2 separate regions of the Lactuca sativa genome follow, and region 2 is linked to region 1. Evidence: chromatin contacts called from public Hi-C data. All regions are on one chromosome and are shown on one strand. The core of a region is the stretch at or near the end of the contact, and the rest is flanking DNA. Distances in the headings are between cores, read along the strand shown. Region 1 holds the start of LOC111905354. Region 2 holds the start of LOC111905357 (U11/U12 small nuclear ribonucleoprotein 65 kDa protein).

What was found. A called contact is a pair of places that touch in the nucleus more often than the background predicts.
Region 2: a contact with region 1 is called in a Hi-C map of seed, with 4 times the contacts expected there. The contact joins the promoter of LOC111905357 here to the promoter of LOC111905354 in region 1. A contact is called at or near these places in 2 of 4 Hi-C or Micro-C datasets (leaf and seed).

What each region holds. Positions count from the first base shown.
Region 1 is chr6:54,143,169-54,150,790 of Lsat_Salinas_v11, reverse strand. It overlaps LOC111905354, which reads right to left and starts at 2,741. Exons shown (of 3, transcript XM_042895741.2): 1 at 2,512-2,741; 2 at 1,018-2,193; 3 at 647-917. The coding sequence starts at 2,083. The coding sequence ends at 1,022. It overlaps LOC111905355 (histone-lysine N-methyltransferase ATXR4), which reads right to left and starts at 7,538. Exons shown (of 7, transcript XM_023901049.3): 1 at 6,941-7,538; 2 at 6,641-6,696; 3 at 6,406-6,532; 4 at 6,247-6,316; 5 at 5,960-6,142; 6 at 5,809-5,880; 7 at 5,535-5,716. The coding sequence starts at 7,306. The coding sequence ends at 5,598.
Region 2 is chr6:54,277,797-54,284,686 of Lsat_Salinas_v11, reverse strand. LOC111905357 (U11/U12 small nuclear ribonucleoprotein 65 kDa protein) reads left to right here and starts at 1,723. Exons shown (of 13, transcript XM_023901051.3): 1 at 1,723-2,074; 2 at 2,243-2,647; 3 at 2,767-2,838; 4 at 2,923-3,150; 5 at 3,256-3,337; 6 at 3,414-3,569; 7 at 3,651-3,806; 8 at 3,885-4,055; 9 at 4,126-4,213; 10 at 4,298-4,356; 11 at 4,467-4,532; 12 at 4,626-4,724; 13 at 4,940-5,229. The coding sequence starts at 2,427. The coding sequence ends at 4,706. It overlaps LOC111905356 (thioredoxin-like 1-1, chloroplastic), which reads left to right and starts at 5,729. Exons shown (of 4, transcript XM_023901050.3): 1 at 5,729-6,177; 2 at 6,630-6,806. The coding sequence starts at 5,938.

The sequences.
Region 1 (7,622 bases), core at 1,492-3,991:
TCCACGTAGATATTTATATCAATAGATTTTATTAGTTCAATATTTAATACCAAAAAAAGAAACATATTTCATCTATTTTAATGAACTTTAGTTACTCATTTTACAATTTTAAATTCCTTTTTTTTCACCAATTTTGACCTCATTGGTCCTTACGCTAAATTATAGACCAAAATGGAAAATTTGAAATATACACAAGGATAAAAAATATACGCTAAATTTGTCCTCAACTCCTCATGCTCTTCTTCAACCTCCAATCCTTATATTTCGTTTTATTCTTCCCCACGTTCCCTCAATCTATGTCAATATGAAAAATTATATAACAGTGATTATGTCACTAAAATTCAATGTTACACTGTTTACTTTACCATTTTCATTGCCTCCTAAAATCAAGAATGAATGATAACTCGGCCAATCAAAACAATCAACATCAACAATAGCAACCCAAGTTAAATTCTTGAAGCATCTTTAACCCAATAGCAACTTTTGAATTTCGTTAGTATTCTCGTGTTTCTATGCTATGAACTTTTGTCGGATTTCCATTTTTTCCTTTGATTATAATTGCTCTGCATTTTTGTCGGATTTTCATATTTTCCATAAGTTAAAATTGCTTTGAATTTGAAGTTCACTACTAATATTTGAATTTCAAACTTTGATTAGTTTTTATGCTTTGGTTTGAGACTAGAAAGAAGGGAGTCAAGACCAATGTGCTACAACACCCATGGCAAAAACCATAAACGGGTGTTCAAATTTCTGAACTTTACATTCAAATTATCAAATTTTATATACAAGATAACAAGATAGAGCAAAATTTTGCAATTAGAAATCCCTCAGATTCGATAGAAAAAACTTGGTTTGTGCTTCAGCGATTCAACCCTCTCACTTTGCAAAAACAATTAATGTTCACTTTATCTAACTTTCTGCACATAAAAATATACAAAAAAACATAATGTGATATTAGACAAAAAGATAACGCCATAACAAAACGCATCAAATTATCACACCAAAATTAACCAATACCTGACTATATAAAACTTGGTGATGATGAATAAACCACACAACGATCATTTTGTCCGAAGTCAATGTCTAGTTTTTTCACAACTCCATGTTTCAGATCATAACTACACACACCACAATTCCGAATAGCAGTTTTTATGCACATCATATATCTCTTACTTATCAAGCTAGACATAGGCGTTATAAGAAAATCATCGTATTCTCCAAAAAAGCAATTCGGAACAGTTAACTCCAACTTCTCCCACTTCATCTTCTCAAAATCTTTTAAAATCCACATGTCAGTTTGTTCAAAGGAAACTTGATGAATAAGAGTGAGAAAACCACCCATTTCAAAAACAGTGTATCTGAAACTAAATTCAGGTATAGGAAGACTCATTCGGATCATCTTCTCTTTCACCATATCCATGGAAACCAGGTACCCTCCATCACCATGAACATCCCAGTGAATGTATCTCGCTTGAACTGAAACTGGGTAACCCCAAGAACCCCACCCTTCATCCATGCAAGAAGGAATTTCAATCTTTTTCCACTTTGAGGAGAAACGAGAGAGAATGTTTCTTTTCAAGATAAGAATATGGCATTGCATTGGTGGACCTATAAACATGTGAAGCACTTTGTATACTCCTTTAAATCCATCAAAGGAAAGGGAAACTCCACATTCGTAGGTGTAGCGTCCTCTACAATATGTGCATGAAGGAAGATATGATCCTTCCTTTGTGATTAGGTTAAAAACGTATTCTTTTCTTTCTTGATTTGTTATCAGAAGAAACTCGTTACACCATGACATTACCCATCCTTTCTTAGGTAAATCCAGGTTTTTCTCTTTTAGTTCTAGCTCTTGTTGTTCTTCTCTTATGTCTACATGTCGCACTGTGGGTTTACCGAATTCTTGGAAGATAAAGGAAGTGTGGTCTAGTAAGAGCCCATTGGTGATTACATTGAAAAATCGTCTGCAAATGTGCTTAGCTTTATAACGAAGGAAATCATCAGGAAGTCTTTTGAGGATTTCTATAAGGATATCGTCTGAAAGAAAATCAAAGCAGTCAACTTTCTGTTTCTTTCTTGTCATTTGTTCATCATCTTCAGACTGTTTCCTATACGCGTTTGTTGCCAACTCTATCGCCTTCTGATGCAAAATAGTATATATTACAAGCTGTTCATCTTCTTACAACATGGATTCTGAAACGCAAGGTTAACTGATGTAAACTAGGAGTTATATCGATCATATCTAGAATCTATAATCGATCCATGGGATTAAATTCAATAAAAGAATGGGTGTGTACACATTAACGCTATCGAATTCTCATAAAGACTCGATGCATATACTGCAAGATTAAATACAAAACGAAATTGCATAATTTATGATTCGATCAACAGACATTTGTGTCGAATTGCAAGATAAGAAGGGCAATTTCACATCGTGAACTCTCAAGATGAAATAAATAAACGAAAGATGTACATAAGAAGCGATATTGACGAAGGTGATGAGAAAAAAACCTGTAGGACCTCGTTTCCATAAGAGAAGAAATCGATCATCATCGTCGTTAGGTTTCCAGTTAGTATTCGGAAGAAATGAGGATGTTCTAGGGTTCAATCGAGCAGAGCTGGGGTTTATCAAAATCTCATTACACTTTAGAAACAAAATTTGTAATTCGACGACTATCGCAACTAACATGCGTCAAGGGCGGGTGGACTTAAAAACCTGAATATGATGTCGTGGAATGTTACATTTTATAAGAGGAATTTTTTATTATGTTGTAGCTTTCCTTTGTCTATATAATTTTAAAGTTGGGGATTTTGTCTATTTGCAGATTTGGTCATTATCATAAATGAAAAAATTATTCATTAAATAAGATATTAACGTTTATTGTAAACCAAACCTGAATGATGTAAACCAAACTTGAATGATGTAAACGGAAACAAGAAAAACATAATCGAACGATATGGACCAAATCGAAGCCACGATACAACAATCAAAATAGTTAGTCGAAACCTCCTAATGTTACTAGACCTAAACCATACATCGGTGCAAAACTTGAATTTTCATAGCAAATATATGGTGCAAATAGAGATAACGAAATGGTGTTTGTTGATTCTTGTGTCTAACTTTTCTATGTACTATACGATAGTATTTAGGAAAATTAACCATATATTTATTGCAACAACCCAATTTCCAACAAAATCTTTTCTTTTCATCATGTCCATACTAAATTTCCAAACACAAACAACCCTTCAACCAGCAATCACCACCCACACAACCCTCGGTAGGAATTGTTTTTAGAGCTGTAAAAGTGCAATATCAATTCTAAACTATCTATAAGTTTTTCTTTTTTCTCTAGTAAGACTAGTTTCTTGCTAGAGTTTTGTTTTTAATTCAAGTTAGTTGTTTCTAAAAAAAAGTGCAGTATCAATTGGAGATGGGCCATGTTTTCATTTTTGAGAAACCATGGGAGATTTCAAAAAAAATATCCAAATAGGTTCACATTCCAACGTCATCGGAAACACAATCGAAGAGGCCACAAAATTCGAGTCGTGTTGACATTTCCGATACACGAACTTACTTCAACCTTAACATTGAGACAAATGAAATTTTAGATGAACTTGCAGAGGTCTCCCCTCAGCAACCGGTGGGAAGGAACAAGGCAAAGCAAGCGGCTAAAATTTTTAGAGGATAGTGAAAGGAAATCGAAGCCTGTGACATATATAGAAGAGAAATTCAAGAAGCATATAGTAGCAGGGCGTAGGCGCGTAGCAAATATAGGGCAAGAGTGGGCCTTGGCCCACCCACACAAAATTAAGGTTTTATATATATATATATATATATATATATATATATATATATATATATATATATTTGTTATATAAAAAAATTAGGATTATGATATGGTATATTCCATTCAAAACTTGAAATTAGTAGAAGAGAATACATTATTTCTATGTCTATCCATTTTAGATTATTTTAATGATGTAAGACGGCATAATGTGCAACTTAAAATAAACAATTTAGTTAAGAATGTATATATAGTTATATTTTGTTATCGCTTGAAGAATTTTGTCACTCGTTCATATTTTATATATTATTTGTCATACCCTAATACAAAATCATGGGTACGCCACTGCGTAGTAGTGCAACAAGAGAGAAATGCATTGAGACGTGAGCACTTAGAAATTCTTCGATGACGAGAAGGGGGTTGAGAAGAAACAAAGAGAGTGAGAAGAGGCAACCCAACAGCAACAAGAACTCTTCAATGATCTGATAATTCTAAGGATGAGAACTACAGGTTTGGCGCCCAAAGATCTTGAGGTTTTGCTAGCGTCTAAGGCAAAGATTCGAGAAAATGTTATGGGCAAAATTTAAATTGGTTATCGTTGTATGTTTTTTATTTATCGTAATATTTTTTTAATGTCTTGTAATGTCTTTATTTTCAATTAAAATGTATTGTTTTTGTGTAAATATTATGTTCAACAAAATTATATTTTAAAAAATTATTTAGTTTATTTATTAAAAAACGAAAAAAAAAAATGACATGAAAATTAAAATGGTGTGTTGTGTGGTAGGGATAAGCATTTGGACCTCCCGATTGGACGAAATCGAGACCAAACCCAGTTTATTAGATTAGGACCGGTTCTCGGTTCTTTGTATTCATGAAAAAGGTCCGAATACAAAGCAGGCTGGTCGAGGTACAAACCATTTACTCTCATCCCTACTCCTCCTGATCACTATGCACATCCCAAATCAGATTCAAGCACATCAAAAATTAAAAGTTACAAAAAAAAAAACCACACAACAAAAATCTATCAATAAGTCTTACATAAGCTGCGACATTTGTGGGTGAGACCGTGAGACAATCGACATGTGTGCAAGTTATAGTATTATAGATGAAGTTAGATTTGATTCAAAGTTCAAACAAATGATATAAACAATCATAAATTATTTTTTTATCTAAAACAAACAATTAAACAAAACATTATATTTTTAATCTAAAACGAACAATCAATCCAAAAAAACATAATCGTTCTAAGCCTCGTAACAAATAAACTAACTTCGGTAGCGCTTCAACGACTTGTACCACTACCATATGCACCTAAAGTTATACCGGCCCGGGTACAAAAACCAGAAAAACCCAGACACAGTAAGTCTCAACAACCAGTCCACGGTCTACCCATTTCTGTCAAACCAGTTCGAGGTCCAAACATTCAACCCGTGACTATGCAGTGACCATTTCTTTGTAAAAATGAAATGATGTGGAGAATGACATGACATGTGATGTGATAACAAAAAACGGTATGTAGAGAATGACCCATACCCACTTGCCTAGTAAAGTTTCTTTTTAAAAAAAAGAAAAGGAAAAACTATATGAGATTGCTCGTTAATAAGCTCAAGAGACTTTCTTTTATGTGTTTTCACATTTTCCATGAGATACTTTCAACTAAAACCTAGTTATCTCAAGAAGATGAAAGTGTATAAGTTGATTATCACTTATCATCACAAGTATTTTAGTTATTGTGAAAGTAATGGGTGAGAGTAACATTTTCTTTAACAATTATTAATCATATAGTCCAACAGAAATTTATTGACATTATCAATCATTTAACAAACAACGAGGGCAACGACACTCAAATCCAAACCCATTGGACAAAATATTTTGTCGAGCATCACGATCCATACTTGCATCAATGTAACATATCCGCAACTCTTCACCTGCCACATCATCAAACAACTTCTTAATAACATAATAGACATCAGACAAAATCTTATACTGTGTTTGACATGTATTGGACTCTGACTCTGACCTGCTTCAATGTCTCTCAAAGCTTTCAATCGTGCATCCACATTTTCCACCCAAACTATGTGCGAATTAGGATCTATATCATAGAAAATCAAGAAACTACATCAAATACTAATTTTCATTTTATAATAATTTTGTGTATATCAAGGTCTTACCACAGTCATGATTATAAAAAGATGGAAGAATATAAACAGCATTGCCAACAGCAGCTTCTGATTCTACTGATAAAGCTGCTGATGCAAGTAGATCTTCATAAGAACAGCCTCCAGCTAACTCAATACGAAAAGCATTGATACGAATTCTTGCAAGTACTCCAGAATACCATTCGATAGTTAAAACTGTTGATAATATATAGTCAATTAGTCAAAGTTAATTCAAAACGTATAGTTTAAGATAATAAGTTAACTGAAAATCAGCATTTAGAAAAAGACTGTGAAGTTACATTTTAGTTGTTTGCTTGTGATGCCTGAAGCTTCTAGTGCACTTTTCAATAAACCAAGCTCCTCTTCCATCTGGGAAATGTTTAAAAGAATGTGTGAGAAAATATGGTTAATTAGTTGACATTTTATAAAAATAACAAGGCTTTATGTGTTATATTTACCTGTGAGATCATTTGAGGAGACAAAAGGGCAGGTTGAAGTATGTCTAGAGAATTTGCAGAGGTTATTCCGGATAATATCATGCAGGCTAATCGTTTAGCAAGAAATGGGTATTTCAAAGCCCGGGTTCTTTAAGAGAAAATAATCAAAGAGAAATTATCATCTGATAAATGCAGATATGAAATACAGGCTAAAACTATTGGAAAATAAAAGAGCGAGAATATGGATGATCCTTACTGACAATGAGCAACAAATGCTGACCAATCAGCTTCCTTTTCAACTTCATAGAATCCCTAATGAAATCAGCATGAGTGAATGAGAGTTTGTAGGATTGCAATAAGCATTGGTGAATTTGAAAATTAACAACTACTTTGACATCGAAAGTGAATGTGCAGTTATTTTGGGGATAACATGGTAACAAAATGATCGATTAAGGTTTTGTATGTTATGATCATGTACCATTTTCTTAACCTCAGTCAAGTTCTTTCTCTCAGAGACAAAATCTCAAACAGGTTGTGGGCATGTATACATATATACCTTTGCTTGTTCCCTACATTCTTCACTGCAAAACAACACTTTCTGCGCCTCAAAATCGGAACCTTTTGGAGTGTTTTTGAGACAAAAGTAACATACTCTGTCAATTGAGGAGAGAGATGGGTGAGAGATCATGGGTCTGGCTGTATGGATGAGTTCGCCGGATTCTATATTCCGCGTAGCAAAAACACCACGGCCAGCTGATTCAGTGAGTAGAACCTGGATTGGTGGCGGCGATGGTTGACTGCACTTCGAGCCATGGCGGTGGTCGGTGGCGCTGGTGGTGGAGAAGAAGTAGGAGGTCAAAAGTTGTTTGCTTTTTGGAGGACATCGCTGTGCAAAGCGTCTGGAACGAAGTAACGATAACATTTTGTTTGGGACAGGAAAATAACCAGAACCGAACTGAGATCAGATCGTTCGGTAGAGCTCCAACCCAATGTGTCTGAAGTCTGAACTGTGAAACCAAAAATAGTCATCCGACATACTCGAATGGATGATTGAAACAGAACAAGTATGGATTTTGTTTGGAATCAATTCGTTTCAAATCAAACCGTATGCATACAGGATAGAGAGATCTGGATTGACTATCGACAAAGGCCCAAAAAATTTGTACAAGCCGAAATTAATCCACATTAATGTAGTTTTCTTTTCGTTTTTATTAGGAATATGACTTACGAAGGTAATT
Region 2 (6,890 bases), core at 474-2,973, 130 kb before region 1:
AACATGAAAGTAAGAAGAAAATCAAAGAAAACATTAAAAGATTAAACTGAAAGCAAAAAGAAATTCCATAAAACGAAAGCCGACAAATATTGGAGAAAACTATTATTTTATATTAGTGTGACATGTTTTTGGACGTTGATAACTCCATGGACTAGTTACCGCTTTATAAGTTTAATTATTTTTGGAACCATATCATTGTGTTAAAAAATTCTATCTTTTTTTTTTTATCACAATATGCAATATTCAACATTCACTGTCACGTCACCTCCATCAATATTAAGTTATACACGTTGATGTTAAACAATAGGGTCTTGCTGATAGGACTACGTTAGAAATGATTCGTGAATTTTACCGTGTACAAGATCGATCGTTGGTATTGAAAATCCCATTACCGATTTCAGAAGCCAAGGAAGGTAGAAAGTAGTGCTTTATAATATGCAAATTCTAATGATTACAATGTCCAAAGATATACAAGAGTTTTTCGGAATCAAAAATCAAGGTAGACGAGTATAACACTACATGAATGACCTAAAGTTGTTGAATATTACGTTTGACTTAATGGAAAGCTACATGTAGTTGTTTGAAGTTAACATAGACAATGCTTGTTTGCACTGTATGCAAGTCCGAAGCACTCGTGGGTATCACATATAAAGAAAGTATAATATGATTTTAAACAATCATATATAATTTGTTATGGTTGTCATGAATGATGCTACTCAAACATTAGTTATGGCCGCTACACCCCTAACATCCCTAATACATTCGAAACTATGTGACATGCCCAAACCAAAACACTATAGGCATGGTCTAATGGTTTTTGTCCACGAAACCCGATATGAACATTGAGCATCTATGTAAATCATCGGTAAAGTCAACTCAAAAATGTATAAATCTATATTTTTTGCAACATCAATTGTAACAAAATTTATAACTGCAATTAAACAATTTATATCTTAGAAAACTAGAAAAGTATTTTACAACACATCCTAGAGCCATAAAACATAACTAAAAATGGTCCGTAACATCTTTCTTGATGTTGGTAAAAGTTTTCCGGTTAGTTCTTTTAAGATTATAAAAGCAAACAGGTACTCACAAAGCTTTTTCCATGCATTTGAGGAACTCATTTTCAAATGTTAGAAAAAGCAATTCCAAATTCTTAGTTGTAAGTGAAAGAAATATAGAAAACAAAGGATGTGTTGTCAAAAGATTCCAGAATTTGTCCGAAATGTACAAAGATAGTCCGAAATGCACAATGTCAATTTGGAATGTATGCTTTCTAATTTCAAATTTTAAGTCAAAGACTCAAATCTCACCAACCACTCATCAATTCTGGAACTACCGTAACTACTTCGAAATGTGACGCTCTAGAAAATGGGACCATTTTCCAAAAACTGAAAAAAAAAATAATTTTGTTAATGATTGGTTTATAAGGACTAGTTCGGTTAACATCCCAAGAAAATATTGTTATAATTAATAAAAACTTAATAATCATAACTTAAATCTAAATAACTCAACAATATACAAGAATATTTTAAGTTATAATTTTATCTATTAATTCTCTACCAAAATTTACCAAACAATCGAAACGTTATATATTGTATATCCATTTCTATTATACAAGTATATAAGTACATAACTGTTGCATATAAAATACAGTAATTATTTTCAATCATTAACCCGAATACCAAATACCCCTAAATGCATGCTGACTTTTAGAAAAATCATGGCTTTCAAGTTCGATGTACATTTTTGTGGGGAAGAGGAAAATGATTGATTGCCAAGTTCAGACTTTCGTATTCCGATTGGGGTTCCAATAAGCCCACTCTAGAAGAAACCAATTTGGGCTGATCTTGATTATGAAATATTGAAATCTGCTGAGTCTTAGGCCTAAGGCCCGTAGTCTAGCATTGTGCTCGAGCTCGACTGCTCTCGTCAGTCTCGTGTTCCCTTTCTGTCTTCTTGATTCTACATTTCTACCGTTAGCTGTATATTTTGATCAACAGACACTCAATTTGCTATTTGGCCATCTGGGTGGAAATTTGTTAAGAAAATAAGCTTCGACTGTGTTTTACAGGTACGCCCCAAATTCAAATTCCCGCTAATTTTCTTTCTCAGAAATTGTAACTAGTTTGGTGGGATGGTGGTGGTATTGGGAATGGGGATGTGTTCTGCATGATGTATAATTTGCGTTTCAAGTTAGGGTTTTTTCCTTGCTTGTGATATATTTTTTGTGGGTTGATAGAACAGGGGCACACAAGGTGTTCGACGTATTGTCCATGAGAATCAATTGAGTAGGGTTTTGATTTTGATGCTCGCGCATTAGACATCCGATTCATGTTCTTCTCTCTTTCTGTATATGCGATTCAATTCAACCAAAGCTTTAAAAACAACAACTTATAATTGGACTCATCACTGCAGACGCTCTAATGGCAAATGTTCCACCTTTTCAACCACTACCTAATAATCCTCAAGGGATATACAATTATGCATTTCAAAACATGGGCGAAGTTTCAACAAAACCACCAGAAAAAGAAACATCTACTACACTCTTGATACGTCATCTTCCTGAAGCTATTCCCCATGATACCCTCACCCGTCTTTTTTCCCATTATGGTGCTTCTTCTGTTCGTCCATGCACTACTGGAAGGTACTGTGATTCACATTTTTCATAGCTTCATTGTCAACTGTTGAAACTTGAAAGATAAAATAATCTTAACTTAATGTTTTCTTGATTTCAGTTAATTGACATGAGTCTTATTAATGCAGGATGAGGAACTGTGCATTTGTTGATTTCAATAATGAAGGTTTAGCCACTCAAGCACAACGCCAATTAAATGGGTAATTAATTAACTAATTCAAAGCTTATAAATTTTTATATCTTTATAAAATTTTAAGTTATATAGCTGCTTAATATCCAATCAGGTTACGTTTTCTTGGTAAAGTCTTGTCAGTTGAGAGAGCTACAACATCACCACATGATACTAAAACTCAGCAAAACAAACCAAAGTTAGGGAACAACGCCATGTCAGCAAAGGATGAAGCTGATGTGGCCAAAGATTTGAAGCAAGAATCAGTGACCAAGTCCACGTCAGCATTTGAACCTATTGCTGAAAAACTTGGTGTGGAGTACCCTTTTCCTCCTCACCTTGAGTAAGTTTTCCTTGTTTTAATTTTTAATCTTTGTATATTAACTAACATTTGTAAAGTTCTTTTCTTTTTTTTAATTATTAAACTAAATTAATTACTTAACTTCAGATATGCATACCCTCCACCAGATGGGAATATCCTGACCAACATTTTAAATGCTCTCATTGCTGTTCCTCGCTTCTACACACAGGTGATATTTTTCATGCCTAAATTTGTCATTTTATGTTATAATACAATAATTATTTATATCACTTGTTTCTTTATAGGTGTTGCATTTGATGAACAAAATGAATATTCCAGCCCCATTTCGTGCAGCACTACCCACCCCACCCCTACCCCCTACCCACCCATCCCCACCCCCACCCCCTCCTGTAGTTGCACATCTCTCAAGTGGTGAATCAGAATTGGAGTCTTCAGATGAGGTAACTAATTGTCTAATTCCATTTTCATGTCAATATAATTATAATTATAATTTCACAAATACTTTATTTATACATTTTTAGGAAAATGTTGGAGGTAGGAGAAAGCGTATAAAACGGGAATCCATTGTGGGTCCCGCTGTTGACAAGGATGTAGCACATGAAGCTGTTGGATTGAGAGCTGCAACTTTAGTTCCTAAAGAGATTCCATTGATAAAAAAGAAGAATCCTGTGTTGCAGGTTTTTATTTACTATTTACTATTAACACTTTGTTTAATATCTTTTTTTTTTACTTGTTATGTTTCTTTTTTGTTACAGATTAAAATTACTCCTAAACAAACTCAAACTGAACAAATAGATGATGGAATAACAGAAGATGTAGAGGAGGTGGAGAATGAGAATTTAAGTAGTAATTCTTTTGCTAGTGTTGAAGATTTAGAGCATGGAAAATTACCCCCTGAAGAAATTTTATCACTTCCAATGTTTAAGGTAAACTGTAATTTTACTTTTTGTAGAGTAAATAAGATTTATATTTATTGTAGGTTTTACTTTTTTGCAGAATTATAATGCTGGAAATCCTGCTCCTGTGTTGTACATAAAAAACTTGTCAAAAGATGTGGTTGTAGATGACTTCTATTTTGTCTTTGGTAAGCAGTGATCAAAGAGGGAATGGAATTGAACATAACAATGGAATGTAATGATTGATTCCATTCCATTACCTTATTCTGTAGGTTCATTCTTTGGAAGCATTGAAACAGCTAAAACAAATCTTTCTGTGAAGTTAATGCAGGTAACAAATAACAGTTCAAAATTAGTATTTCATAAATTCATTCAAATTTCTTATAATTGGAAATCTCATATTTCAAGTCAAATAAAGTCAAACTTGTTTTTGGGTTTCAGGAGGGAAGAATGAGGGGTCAAGCATTTGTAACATTCCCATCAATTGACATTGCTCATCGTGCTCTTGTACGCTTTTCAATTTCTTTTTAGTTGGAATTAGTTTTGTTATTTTTTAATATGAATACTTGAAGTAATTATTATTATTATTTTTTTTTGCAGAATTTAGTAAATGGATTTGTGTTTAAAAGCAAGCCAATGATCATTCAGTTTGGCCGGAATACTTCAGCTAGCAAAACATAAAACCCGATTAAAAAATAGGTTTGTACGAATTAAATTCGACACTTTTTAAAAAAAAAAATAATACTTTTTCAACTTTATGCAAAAGTGATTTTGACATGAACACATGCCTACCATGAAAATTAGGTTTTGTACGAATAAAGGTGACAAAAGGTCATAGTGATTATCAGTTTATGTCTCTCCTTTGTGTTCATATGAGTTTTATCCAAATAACATCCACTTCTTTTTCAACACAGGGGTAATAGCGTCAATTTACATTCTCAAGCTTTAACGTATGTGGATCCACGTGGGTGATGAAGGGGTCGGTCACGTGCATCTCCATCTACCATATAGGACCTTATCTATTTATCGTGGTCCTGACGCATGAATTTCATCTCGTTCTAATATTTACATTTTGCCCCCATGAGTTTTATAGGATGTTCATTTTCTAGTATGATGTTTTAACTTTTAACTCATGGTTTGTATTATTGTATATCTCTAGTTTACATGTTAATTATTATTGGTCCAAAAACAAATTCTCTACAAAGTTGTGTGAAAACAATGCTAGTTGATTTTAACAAGTATTTCATCAAGCAAAATAGAGATTCCTTTTAACAAGAGCACATGTTACAAAATTGTAACAAGATGTCATATAATTAATAGACACCAATTCAATTTGCTCACAAGTATTACAATATTCAAATTCAAACATGTAATATAGGTGGTTTTGGAATGGTATATGTAAGGAAACAAGCGAATATTTAACAGTTGTTAAATTTTTTTTTTAGAAAATATTATAGGAACATTTGTTAGTAATAAAATTGGTTTAGAATACAATTTGAGTTTGGAAAAACTAAACTCAAAATTTGAGGACTGAAATAGACAATTATATAAGTACAAGGGGGTAAAGTGTAAATCAAAGAAGACAGATCCTACTGTCATGAACTGGTAAACCACATCATCCACCGTTGGATTACGTTATCTGAAATAAAATAGGAAAAGCGGATCCTAGAAAAAGTGAAACTATCCACAAAGAAAAAATAAGGACCCCACAAATTTCTTCAATCTCAATTTCGAAACCGCTTTATACTCTTGCACGTATAGTATAGATTACACAATAATCAATCACAGAGGCATAGTCTCTCAATAACCCCCTTTTTCCGATTTTGACTAAACGCAATCCAAAAACCTTTCATCCTGCATCTCAAAAAACCCTTTTCTTACATTCAATTTGGATTCGCGAAACTCAGGAATCATGGCTAAGATTATAAGTAACGATTATATGTTTTCTACCTGTAACCATGGTTTACTTTGCAATAAACTGGACAAATCGTCTCCTGTAATGATAAAGATGCCGGCGTCTTCTTCAAAATCGGCAACATCTTTGACTTTCCGATCATCGGCAGACGGTGATTTCTTTGGTCGGAAGGTGGCTTTAGGCGGTGGTCAACAAAGAAGGGTCTTTACCCAAGCGGCTGCTGCATCTGATGTTAAGGTTTGCTTTCTGATTTCAACTCATTAACCTTTTTCTTCATTCAATGTTGAATCTTACAAAATTTTATAGAATTTGCGTGATTTATGATAAAAGGGTTTCTGCAATTGCTCGTTATTGCTTTTGATTGTTGCGTATACTTTACCCTGTTATGAAGATTTGGGCTTTAGTTTTTTTTCTCATAGCATTTAGCATAAAAATCGTTTCTTTACACCAAAAAAACAAGAAAAAAGAAGAACTTGATGACATAACCAGATACAAATTCTTACAAAATACTTGATTACTGTTTCACCATGTTCATAAAACTCGGGAATGGAAGCGACTTCATGAGCTTTTTTGATGCTGTTCTTCCTTTCGATTGTTAAACTTTCTTGTTTCTTCCAATTTTCAGTATCTTTGGGCATTTGTCTGGTGGATCAAACTAATTTACGAATCTTGAACTTATGATGAAACAGATGAGTTTAAGCATCGGGAAATCTTTAAGATGGTGGGAGAAAGGTCTTCAACCAAACATGAAGGAAATAACAGGCGCAGAAGATCTTGTTGAATCTCTTCTGCTTGCAGGCGATAAACTTGTTGTCGTTGATTTCTTTTCACCTGGTTGTGGTGGATGCAAAGCTCTTCATCCAAAGGTTCGTTTCAATTTCAATTTCAATTTCAAAATCAAATCTTTAATTTCTCCCAATCTTCAATCTTTAACCAACACCCATTTAATT